Regions from separate parts of the Triticum aestivum genome. Here region 2 is linked to region 1. The links are chromatin contacts, called in public Hi-C maps. All regions are on one chromosome and are shown on one strand. Each heading gives the region's core, a stretch centred on a gene start, on an enhancer-like site or on the middle of the called end of the contact. The rest is flanking DNA. Distances are from core to core; before and after follow the strand shown.

Region 1 (6,147 bases), core at 2,412-4,911:
GGAGCTCCGGAAACTTAGAACTGGAACTGCATCTCCTTTGTGTATCCGAGCTCCTCAAGGTGTGCAGCCATCGCCTTGTTCATCGGAGGAGGGCCGCATCTCAAGATCTGGAATATAGCAAAGAAAACATGGATTATCTCGGGGACACGGTACATATCGGAGTTTCCATGAAAACGACCACTTGCCACTTGCTTGTAAACAAAGTTCCAAGGGATGAAGACTTGAGTTTTACCTGGATATCCTCAGCAGGTGCTGGACAGTGAGTCTTAATCATGTCCTGGGACACAAAGCCAACACCACCATTCCAGACTTCAGGAGGCTGCAAACGCAAACGACAGTATGAGATTCTGTTGCAAATGCCTTCATAGTGCAATGGAAGTCGTGACTCTGGATGTAACTCTGTACCATACAACTGGGGGTAATGAGAGCGCACAGTTGTTTAGCAGATAAAAGACAAATTCACAATGCGGATTTATTTCAGAACATGGTATTCATTCAACCAAAATATATTTAGCACATACTATCTTCAATCATTTTAAGTAGTCCAACACTATTCAAAACCTATCTGTGTGACCGGTATTATGCATACAGCTCTGTCCTGCAATTATCTAGCAGCACTACGTTACCATGTGTTCAACGATCAACAGCCTGTCCGATGTTACTGCCGTGAGAGTCATAGCAGAAATTCTGCACCTACTTATACTACTCCCTCCGTTCCTAAATATTTGTTTTTCTAGACATTTCAAATGACTACTACATACGGATGTATATAGACATATTTTAGAGTGTAGATTCACTCATTTTGCTCCATATGTAGTCACTTGTTGAAATGACTAGAAAGATAAGTATTTAGGAACGGAGGGAGTAGTTCCCAATGAATGGAGAAGTCCTGATTCCATTGTTTCCAAACAGAATTACTCGCGTGCTTCCGCATTATAAATGCAGTGTACTGATTTGAATAATATTTGATATGCACAACTAGTTAAAAGATGAGAAGAACATAGGGTGCACCTGATTCAACACGTAGAAGATCTTGAAGCGGTCAGGATATTCTTCGGCCAGGCTGTCCAGCTCTTCCTGCACAGATTAAACAGACCTATGAAGTCAGTACCAAGCAAAATAGCACAGTACTAGTGAAGCGCATCCATCATACAAGGACATCCCTTAGCTCAAGCCCATGCTGCTTTCATGATTTGAGTAACTTTGTAATTCATGTATTCAGTTATAGATGGTTTAATATTTACAATAAAAAAGAAAGCAAGGGAAGTTATATGCAAGTTTCAGTTACAAATTACTCTGTGTGACTAGTTCCCTTTTACTGCGGTACAAGTTGTGCACAAGTTCTGAATCACCTTAGACATTCTAGATATTTTACACTAAAATATCCTAGAGGGAATAAGAGGAAACAATATTTGGCATCTACTCCCTCCGTTCCGAATTACTTGTCTTGGATTTGTCTAGATACGGATGTATCTACCACTAAAATGAGTCTAGATAAATCTGTATCTAGACAAATCCAAGACAAGTAATTCGGAACGGAGGGAGTAAGTGTTATATCATCAACAACTATACGGAATAGATACATCGCTGATAACAACCTTATAAAGTTCTACTAAATGTGTCAAATATGCTCACAGTAACTCTGGTCTAATGGGTTAACATCATATGGTTTCTGTATCAGAGACTGCACGAAAACCAAAAAAGAGTTTCTACAGAAAAAAGGATGGCGATTCCACCTTCAGAAGAATGTCTTCAGGTGTGACATTTGCATAGACTAGATGAACCTTCGTTTTGTCATTAGGGTTCTCGAGAATTGCCCTTGCAACCTGTGAGAACAGAAAAAAGATTGTTAGTGGAAACCAAACAAACGGGTCTGTAGCATCATTGACTGCAATATAGAACTTTGTTTGAACTTTTTTTTTTACTTGGAACATCGGAGTGATGCCAGATCCACCAGCCAGCATTCCGAAAGCTCTCACTTGTCCTACTTGGTACTTGAAACGACCCTAGATCAGAGAACAAATCATGTTAAACTTATAATTAGATGGCAAATAAGCATGACATTGGGAATGTGGACTATAAATAACAACACCTGTGCAGCTATTTCTTATGAAACTAACACAGGTTGCTCATGATAAAAAAGAGTGTTACCTTAGGTCCCTTTACAGACATATAATCACCAACTTTCATTTCACGGAAGTGATGCGACATTCTTCCTTGAGGGTACATCTGAATTATGGGGAAAGGGAAATATTAAAAAAAGAAAAGGTGAAGAAACTACAGCTGAACACACAATCATGTGGAGCAAAAAGATAAGATTGTTAACCAATATTATTGTAGTATAAAGAAATGAACACATACCTTTATAACAAGCTGAAAATTTCCAAGATCAGAATCCAATGTAGTAGGTGTGTAAGGCTTGATTACTTCTTCACCGGTAGCATCTTGACCTCTGAATAAAAGGAGGGAACATTAACATGATTAAAGTTTGAAAGAAGTATACATTATAAAAGCAAACTTCAGAATTTAGAAGCAGCACATAATTCAAACCTGCAACTGATATGTTGACCAATTGGAAGGCCTAACACAGAGGTAGGGGTTGGAAGAGCAAATCGGAATTTGGCAACATTATGGCTTATTTGTGTCTTTTCCACAAGTTTAAACTTCCTGAAGTTCTCAGGATCCAAGCAGCCTGATGACAGCAAAAAGAGCACCAAGAATGACATTAAGCTCCAGCAGAAAGAATGCTCGAGCAATTTTTTTATTTGGTTGATGAAACAAAGAATGGAAGAAGTAATGAATGCTAGAATGAGGTGTGAAATTCCACAAGCAATTACTTAAAAATTCTACAGAACCACGCAGCAAACCAAACAATTTTTAATTTTTTTTGCAGAATAACAGGTGCACAGTTATTAAACTCACATCAGTAACCCATCCAAATCCATAATCTCACAACAAGCGTAATAGATGTTAGCCAGTATGCAACGCTTCTTTTCAAGTACTACTCATGATAACATGGCAAGACTAAATCAAGCAAGACAAATGGGGAAAATCTGCCCGTGGCACAGCTCTGCTTAGGCGGTTAGGCCGTCCTGAAATGGAGCCAGCAGGTAAAAATAACCGCGGCTCATATCTTCTAGTCGTTCAACAGACCTGTCTAAACACGAACAATACTTGGCTGGTTCAGTTCAGTTAGGAAAACAAACACTTCATTGGTTTATCATCTCCATATAGCGAGCGGCATCGACACAGTAAACGGCCACTGCCCAGACCAAGCCCAGCAGGAAGCAGGAAGCAGGTAGTGTCTGTCACCACGAAAAGCACCCGCTCACAAACCAATTCAGCAATTTTCACAGTACAATGGCCGAATTCGCGGCTCCACGGCCTCTCATCGGAAACTAACTGAAAGCTGTTGCGACTCCGGCCCACCAGGACACCAGATCGCATGCGAAATCACAGGCATCTCATGTAAGCATGCGTCTATCTGCCGAAATATGCACAGCACAGCCATACGCGGATACATACATACCCTTGGGCCTCTTGGACCGGCAGAGGAGGAGTGCGGCGCCCACGGCGACGGCGACGACCGCTACGGCGACGGCCACCATGGTCTCGACGCTCCGCCCCTGCAGGAAATCCATGGCCCCCTTCCTCCCGCGCGGCTGTCTGTCTGTCTGTCTCCCTCGCGACGCTCGGGGCGGGGGTTGGTTGGTTGGGTGCCTCGGGCTGCGGTGTTTGGTGCGAGATTTAGCTGGGTTTGGAATTAGAAGACGGGGCGGGCGCGGGGTTAGCTGCGGGAGCGGGGGTAGGTGGGGTGCGGTGGTGGTGACTGGTAAGACGGAAACCGCCGGTGGTGACTGGTGAGACCTGTGGGCGCGGCGCGGTGCGGTGGCGGAGATCGCGAGGTCGTATTCGCCCTTTTGCCCTCGCCACAGTTCAAAACACAGAGTCTGAATTTCAGGTGTGCAAAAGCACCTTCAGAAACTGTGAATACACTGCAAAAGTACCTTCAGAGACGCAAACAGAGCCTGAATTTCAGGTGTGTCTCGGTGAGCACACTGCAAAAGTAGCTTCAGAAATGCTAGTGGTACCAAACTGTGATGACACGGCACATTGCAGTCTAGTCTGAACAAAAGGCGATTTCCTGCGTGTCATTCGAGAATCACGAACTGAAGCTAAGCATGTGGATGAACTCATTTTGCTGGTAATGCATGTTTAGTGCATCGCCACAGCGGGGGTTGGGAGAGTAATTTCGTGCTCGCATCAATCGCTGTCTGGGTATGGGACGCTGGGCCCAGCTCTGTGATCGACCGGAATGGCTCCCTCATCCCAACGTGGATTGATTGGTAGTAGATCGATAGATAGATGCTCTGGTCTGGTCAGTTTTTCAATTGGCATCGGCGGGCTTGGTCACTTGTTTAGACCGCTTTCTACCACCACGCCACTTGTGCGTCTGCATTGCCAGCGGTCGGACCGGTCCACCGGCTCGGCTGATTGGTTAGACTTGGTCATGTATGGACTATGGAGGCGGAGCAGCAGCCGCACACTTGACACTTTCCACCAGCTTGAAAGGGAGAAACTCATTCATGTTGATACCTCCACTTGGCCACTGAGGCATTCTATCTTAGATTGGTGGCTTGGGATGACCGATGATTCCCTTCCCAACCGGAAGGGCATGGCCTTGCTCACCATGCTCACCACGTGGATGATATGGAATAAGACAAACGCTCGCGTCTTCCGTGGCAAGGACACTTCGCTTATGGTTATTGCTGACAACATCAAAAAGGGATGCACCGTTTTGGGTCACCGCGGGAGCTAAGAAGCTAGGGTCCATCGTGTCGGGGGAGTGATTCCTTCTTGTATCGTTAAGGGGTGTCAGTAACGCAAACTCCGTTCTCTCTTCCTCCACCTCCTCCTCCTCCTCCAAGAAAGAAAGTTAGGGTTTGTGTCTCTCGCCGGCGCCGGCGCAGGTCCGCCTCGTCTCCCTAGGGCCATGGAGGCGTGGTGGATCCTGGCAAGGGCCGGCGAGAGGGCTCCGTTTTTAGTCGTTTTTTTCAATCTTGTTAGGGTTTGTGTCCTACTCGGGAAGGCGAGACGGCGGCGGCTCCCTGAAGATGGAATAAAGGTCTCCCCTCCTAGCCCTCGTTCCGGCAGTGCGTCTAGCATCGTTGGTGAGCGTGTGGAGGTGTGTCTCCGGCAGATCTATCTTTGGTGGATTTGCTCGGATCTCGTCGTTGTTCGTCTACGTTCATGTGTCTTCGGTTTGGATCCTTCCGATTTACGTTATTTTTCATCGGCGGCGGTTGCTGTTCTTGGGTGCTGGTCCTATGGGGCCTTAGCACGACGACTTTCCAACTGTCTACTACAACAAGTTATGCCCGGCTCCGGCGATGGAGGGGCGATGACGGCGGCGCGCCTTCGGCTCGCTTCGGTGCTTGTAGTCGTCGCTAGGTGGTCTACGAATCTGGATGTAATTTTTATTTCTGGTATTCGTTGTACTGCCATGATTGAAGATGAATAGATTGAAAGTTTTTTCGGAAAAAAAAACGGGTTTGCTAAAACTCAGCTAGCTGAGAAATAAATTGGTCTCATTCACATCTCTAGCCATCCGATCTAAAGATGCAGAGATTCATGCGTGCCGTTTTTTTCTCGTGCAGGGACGCGGGCACGGCAGCCGAAGTCGTTTTGTTTTGTCGGCCTGTTTGTCCAAGCTGTAGCGACATGCACCAGCGCATTACTAGGCGCCAGCTACCACAGTCCATACTCATGTTTTTTGTCTGCTTTTTTTCATGTCTGCAGATTAATAGGGAAAGCTACCCTGCAGATCTTGATTCACGTGACTTATCTTTTGTCCTATTTTTTGTATTTTTTGTTGTTGTTATCATTTGACTTTTCTTTTTTAACATTTTCTTTACCTTTTGCTAAAAATAAATCCTTATATGTAAATACTTGTAACTAAGTCTAGTTGGATGGGATTTTCTTAATGAAATGGCTAACTCACATCTAGATGTTTTTTAGTGATCTCAAATCTAAGTGTTTAACCATCGGATCTATGTGTCTTTAATTTCGTGCACGAGCGATCCGCTCGACTCGCGACCGTGGGTGTCGCGTTGTTACGGACGGAGGGCTACAACGGGGCGGGCTGGT
Region 2 (6,440 bases), core at 2,599-5,098, 920 kb after region 1:
GAATCTTGCACAAGCATGCATCTATGTAACAAATCATTTTTCGTTTTTGAACAATGCTGTTGTTGTCTCATAATCTTTTCACACTTGGCCTGTTTTACCTCTGTGTAAGTTTCCTCATCTATATTTTTAACCAACATTTAACTAACCATGACCAGTTATGTGCTATTCTCATAATTTTGTACAAAGAGGCACAAAACTCGCATCTGTAAAATAAATTCGCAACTACTTGTATTGTCGGAGACATTTGAAATTATTTGCTACTGGTTTGTTTACTACTCCCTCCGTCCCATAATGTAAGACGTTTTTTGACACTACACTACATTATGGGACGGAGGGAGTACTTATTTGAAATATTTTACCCTTGTTCATATTTTTTGTAATGTTGACTCTAAATATGCTCTGCAACCTACAGATGTAGCTTTATGAACTTTGCAAGAAATGCGAGGTGCCTTGAGTGCAATGAGCATCGGCCAAAGAAGATGTTGACTGGCAGAGAGTGGGAATGCCCTCAGTAAGCTTCGACATGCTAACTTCATTTTTGTGATTTGAAATTATTTATGTTTCGAGATGGCTGACTTCGTATTGTCCTTTCGCCAAGGTGTGAATTCTATAATTATGGGAGGAACATGTCATGCTTAAGATGTGCTTGCAAAAGACCAGCGACAACTGCATCTGCTGGTGCTGGTTTAGGTGGTGTAGCAGAGCTTCTTAATGTAACTAATGCTGGTAGATCTGAAATTGAGAGAAAACTCGCTCAAAGTGATGAGAAGGCAGAAAGGTGGTTGAGCAAAGTATCTCAACTTGACGATTCTGCTGATTTAAGTAGTCTGGCAGCTGATGAGGATTTTCCTGAGATTATGCCTATGAGGAAGGGAGTCAATAAATTTGTAGTTAGCACACGCAAGACACCATTGGAGAGAAGATTGGCAAGTGCACAGTACAGCAGTAACAATAGCCCTCAAGCAACAGCATCCGGCTCCAAGATTAGTCAAACTTTAGACAGGATACTTGGGCGTTCGGCATCTACTTCTGCCCCAAACAATCAGTCTGATAATGGGGGTGTAACTGCTGAGACTCCCAGGAAATTAACAGGCCATCTTGGTGATATCGACCCCGTTCCTTTTGTGCCATTATCTGCTGATCTGTTTACCAAGCCACAGAATGCAAAGACTAATGAACAGGCAGATAGGGACAGTCAAATAAATAAGGAAACTGGTAGTTCCGCACCCGATATCACACAGGCATCAACTGAGAGGAGAGATGTCGATAAGTCATTAGATACTGCTGAGAAATGGTCCAAGAAAGTCGCAGAACTCGATAGTGTAAATGACCTTTCAAGTGCTATTTCTGATGAAGACTTTCCTGATATTATGCCAATGAGGAAGGGTGAGAATCGGTTTGTTATTAGTAAGAAAAAAGACCGCTTGCTGACATCACCACAGTACCAGAGGCGCAGTGTGCTTGAGCAGGCTGACAATTCTGATTTCGTCCCGTTTGTTCCATTTCCTCCTGATTATTTTGCCAAGAAAGATGCGCCAGCAGAGAGTACTCCAGATACAGGAATAGTGTCAGAAAGTTCTCCATCAACTGATAAGCTGCCAGAAACAAATGCTTCATCAAGACATTCGGGAAATAGCCAAAACACCTCACAGGTGATTGGCCCTCAGGGAAGTAGCATCATGAATAATGAGAACTCGAATAGGAATTACTCTCAGCAGAGCTCGAGTCCAGGTGGTTATACACGTGGTGGAAGCAGCAGCCAGCAGTATCAACAACAACCTTATGGGGTGGGTGATAGATCTGCTGGTACACCAAATTCAGGCGCCTGGAATCCAAACTACTCCCAGGGGACGTCTACTGATGTCAGAGGAGGATCTAGCAACTATCAGCATCAACAGCAACCCCATGAGGTCGGTGATCGATCTCGGGGAACTTCAAATACTGGTGCTTTGAACACAAACTACTCCCCCGGGAGGTTTAATGATGGCAGAGGTGGAGCTAGCAACTATCAGCATCAACAGCAACCTCATGAGGCGGGTGGTCGATCTAGTGGAACTTCAAATACTGGCGCTTGGAACACAAACTACTCCCAGTCCCAGGGGAGTTTTAATGATGGCAGAGGTGGATCTAACAACTATCAGCATCAACAGCAACCTTGTGAGGTGGGTGATCGATCTAGTGGAACTTCAAATACTGGTTCTTGGAACACAAACTACTCCCAGTCCCAGGGGAGTTTTAATGATGGCAGAGGTGGATCTAACAACTATCAGCATCAACAGCAACCTCGTGAGGTGGGCGATCGATCTAGTGGAACTTCAAATACTGGTTCTTGGAACACAAACTACTCCCAGTCCCAGGGGAGGTTTAGTGATGGCAGAGGTGGATCTAGCAGCTATCAGTATCAGACACAACCTCATCAGGCAGGTGGTCAATCCAGTGGCTCTTCGAACACTCTGAACACAAACTACTCTCAGGGGAGCTTCAACGAGGGTCGAGATACATCTACTTACAATCAGGGAAGCTATTCTGCACAACCATCTTATTCGCCCGGCTATAGTAATCACAGCAACAGCAATTCTTGGAGCAGCAACAACAACCAAAATTGGAGTGGTTCACATCCTGATAGTAGGGTTTCTACTACTGGCATTGATTCCACTAACCCTAATCAAGGAACAGGCTACTCAAGCTACGGAGGTGGAGGTTATACTGGAAAGAGCTTAGAAGGCTCTGCTGTGAAGGACCCCGATCCCCTGGACATGTCCGAGGAAGCCAAGGCCGAGAGATGGTTCAGGAGGGCAGCGCAGATAAAGGACATCTCCGAGCTTGCCAACATTCCCGACGAGGACTTCCCCGAGATAATGCCAATGAGGAAGGGGGTGAACAGATTCGTGGTGAGCAAGAGGAAGACGCCATTGGAGAGGAGATTGACTTCTCCTCAGTACAGAAGGAACCTACCGATCGTAAGCTCCGAGCCTGACAAAGATGGTAGCTGAAAGCAGGCATATCTATTCTGATGAAAGAGCGAAGAGTTTACACAAGGATATATACTTTTACTTCTGATCGTGATAATAAGCAGCAAGGCGAAGAAATCCACGCGGAGGAAACAGCTGAACACCCAGAACATTTTTTCTTATATCCAAAAGTTTTGTTCTCGACCAGTAGGGATTTGCTGTTTAATTTGTTACGTGTATCAGTTGTATACATTTGTTGTTGTACCTGAAACCGTGAGTGCAATCATCAAATAATTTGCGCGTCGTTCTCCATGTAGTCATCTTGCTTTGAAGATCAAAGCCCTGAGTGAGGCTCGGGTGTTTATTTCTCAAAAACTTTATCGTAGTCAGAATAGAGTAACAGATGGCTGGTAAGATACAGCCGCACTGAATGTGCCACAGGGCTACCAGTGGCGACTGGCGAAGATGGGGGGCCCTAATATCTGGGATTTAGTGCATATTTGCTAATGAACAGTGAAAAATAGTGATTGTTTGATGCGAAAAATCAGTTTTTTCAGTGGTTTGGCCCTCCCTGATCAGTTTTAACCGCACTGATACAATTTTTCTGACTCCACCTCGTGGACGTATTCTTGTCTCTTAACAATAAATCTGTTACCCCTAAAAAAAACAATAAATCTGTTATCATGAAATAAAACTTCTTTACCCCCGAAAAAAAACACACGAGGAGGCGTCACCCCTCGAAAAAAAAAGAACAGGAGGCCTCGCCCAGAAAAGACGTTTTTTTTAGGGATCGCCCAGAAAAGACGCGGCACGAGAAATGAGAAAGGGGCTACAAAACGAAAAACCCGGTCCAGCAACAGTGGGCTCCAATCAGCAACCCTACTCGAGCGGCCCATTAGCCCAACAACCCCGCGCCCACCCCACCCCACCCCTCGCGAGGTCATCAAAACCCTACCCGCGGCACACATCTCCCCCCACTTCCCCCCATCCGCCGCCGCCGCGCCTCCTCCTCGCCCAAGGTATCCCTCCCATCCTCTCCTCCCTCTCCTCCGACCCATCTCCCCCGTCCTCCTAGGTCAATCCGTCCGGCCGCCGCCCCTCCTTCCGCCGCGCCGCTCCTCCGCCAGTTCTTCCGTTTCGTTTCGCAAGGTCTGGTTGGTTTGGATCCGATGATAGGCGGCCGCGTCTCTCGATTCGTAGCCTAGGTCACCGGCAGTAGCTTTGTTCCTAGGGTTTCGCCGTCGCGGGTGTCCGAGATGCGTTCGTTTTCCGTGAGTCCAATCTTTAGTCGCGGTGGAGCGCGCAATGGGGTTTGTTGTTCCGTGACCTGGACGCGTCCATTAGTTTCATTGGTTGAGTGAGTATCTGCCTGCTGTTCGTGAGATCTTGCACAGGTACTGGGGCACCCGACACAGATTTGCTGTTGTAGTTTCCGGCGGCCTAATCTTTACTGTGCAAGATGTGCATGGGTACGCAGTATGCAGCAGTTGCTTCTTTGTGTTTGTGCTGCCGGTGACCCAATAATCACCCAGCCTTTTACGCTTCAGGTGTTTTGTTATTCTATGTTTGTGTAAAGTAGGATCCAGAGCACAAGTACTGAGGCACGGTAGCCGTTCTGGTTGCTCAGTTGCCATTTATTTGTTGTGCAAGAGAGACATGGGAACCCGCTTTGCAGCAGAGATTGAACTCTACTTTCTGCCGCCAGTAGTCGCCCAACATCACCCATTTGATTCTTGTGCGGGATGCACATCTGACATTGTTTGTGTCAAGAGTTTCTTCTATGAGTACAGCTAACTCATGGGCCTAAGGTCGTAAGAGATTCAACTTCTCGTGACCAGTAGGTTCGCTCGTTTGGACCAGAGCACAAGTACTGAGGCATGGTAGCCGTTCTGGTTGCACAGTTGCCATATTTTTATTGTGCAAGAGAAACAGGGAACCCGCTTTGCAGCAGAGATTTACTCCACTTTCTGCAGCCAGTAGTCGCCCGATACCACACACTTTAGTATGAAAGATGAACATGGGTACACAATTTACACTCTGGTTATGAGGTTTTGATGATTGTGCTTTGTGGTCATTCTATGCTAAAGAGCCTGCTTTGTTGTTGATTGTTCTTTTGTGTTACTTGCTTTATGCACTTATTAAGTGTTGCTCATGTTTGTTCTGATCTCATTTTTAGGTAGGAGCTTGTGAAAGTTCTCTAAGGCTGAGAAGATGGTTCTGAAGTAAGCTATATGTTTTTGCAAATTAGCTTGTCTTCTTTTTAGTTTGATAGCACTGTGCTCAAATTGTTGTTTCATTTGTTCTACAGGACCGAGCTCTGCCGTTTTAGCGGCCAGAAGATTTACCCTGGGAAGGGTATCAGGTTCATTCGTTCGGATTCGCAGGTAAACTTTGTTATGTTAAGGTCACTTATATTGTTGTTGAATGGTCTAGGTCATCAGTATTAAGCCTAGAACTTTTTTATGTTGATTCTTCTTCAAACAGGAACAACCCACTAATGATTCAGATATTTTGTGCTGCAGGTTTTCCTCTTTGCCAACTCAAAATGCAAGCGCTACTTCCACAACCGCCTGAAGCCTGCAAAGCTTTGCTGGACAGCAATGTACAGGAAGCAGCACAAGAAGGTATCACATTTTGGCTGCTAAGTTATTCATTTTTAGACCATCATTGTCCAGCATGCAGTTACTGTATTATCCTTTTTTATGCCGAAGAAATGTTGCTAGAATTAGCTCGCATGAACTTGGTTATTTTGTAATTTGCATTTCACCTGTCATTAATTTGAGGGCAAATTCCTCCCTACAGTTTGATATGCTTGTGCGTTGGTATTTATAACAAACAATTAGATCACATTTGTTATGTTATTTATAGATCACTGCTTCTGTTAGCATGCCTGTATTCATGCGTGCCATTCCTTCTGTAATCTTAAGCCTCATGATATGTGACTTCTTGTGTTTGCTGCAACAAAGGATTATTTTTTGTTTTTGGGTACTGATTTGTCCTGTCATGCATATTTACTGGGATGTGCTTCGATGTGTCAATAGGACATCCATGCTGAGGCTGCCAAGAAGAGGCGCCGCACCACCAAGAAGCCGTACTCACGGTCGATTGTTGGTGCCACTCTGGAAGTTATCCAGAAGAAGAGGGCTGAGAAGCCTGAAGTCCGTGATGCTGCCCGAGAAGCTGCTCTCCGGTAACATATTCTATCTCTTTATTGCTGTTCCTGCATTGTGTCTACTCCTAAATCTTCTGTTGCAAAAACTGATATCTTTGGATATTCTAGCAGCTGTTGATATTATTGTTTGCTTTTCAATCATCTTACCCTTGATTCATCATGTTGCAGTGAGATCAAGGAGCGCATCAAGAAGACCAAGGATGAGAAGAAGGCCAAGAAGGCAGAGGTGACCAAGTCCCAGAAGTCACAGGGGGGCAAGGGCGCCGTGCAGAAGGGTTCCAAGGGCCCAAAGATTGGCGGTGGCGGCGGGAAGCGTT

Evidence for each region. A called contact is a pair of places that touch in the nucleus more often than the background predicts.
Region 2: a contact with region 1 is called in a Hi-C map of leaf, with 8 times the contacts expected there. The contact joins the promoter of LOC123071186 here to the promoter of LOC123071180 in region 1. A contact is called at or near these places in 2 of 5 Hi-C or Micro-C datasets (both in leaf).

The regions. Positions count from the first base shown.
Region 1 is chr3B:597,570,178-597,576,324 of IWGSC CS RefSeq v2.1, forward strand. LOC123071180 (NADH--cytochrome b5 reductase 1) reads right to left here and starts at 3,662. Exons shown (of 9, transcript XM_044494692.1): 1 at 3,530-3,662; 2 at 2,551-2,692; 3 at 2,362-2,452; 4 at 2,152-2,229; 5 at 1,926-2,006; 6 at 1,737-1,826; 7 at 1,012-1,077; 8 at 233-319; 9 at 1-107. The coding sequence starts at 3,641. The coding sequence ends at 15.
Region 2 is chr3B:598,486,630-598,493,069 of IWGSC CS RefSeq v2.1, forward strand. It overlaps LOC123071186 (60S ribosomal protein L24), which reads left to right and starts at 3,849. Exons shown (of 6, transcript XM_044494697.1): 1 at 3,849-3,970; 2 at 5,128-5,173; 3 at 5,260-5,335; 4 at 5,474-5,575; 5 at 5,993-6,141; 6 at 6,292-6,440. The coding sequence starts at 5,163. LOC123071185 (zinc finger protein VAR3, chloroplastic) reads left to right here. Exons shown (of 5, transcript XM_044494696.1): 4 at 413-511; 5 at 599-3,263. The coding sequence ends at 2,993.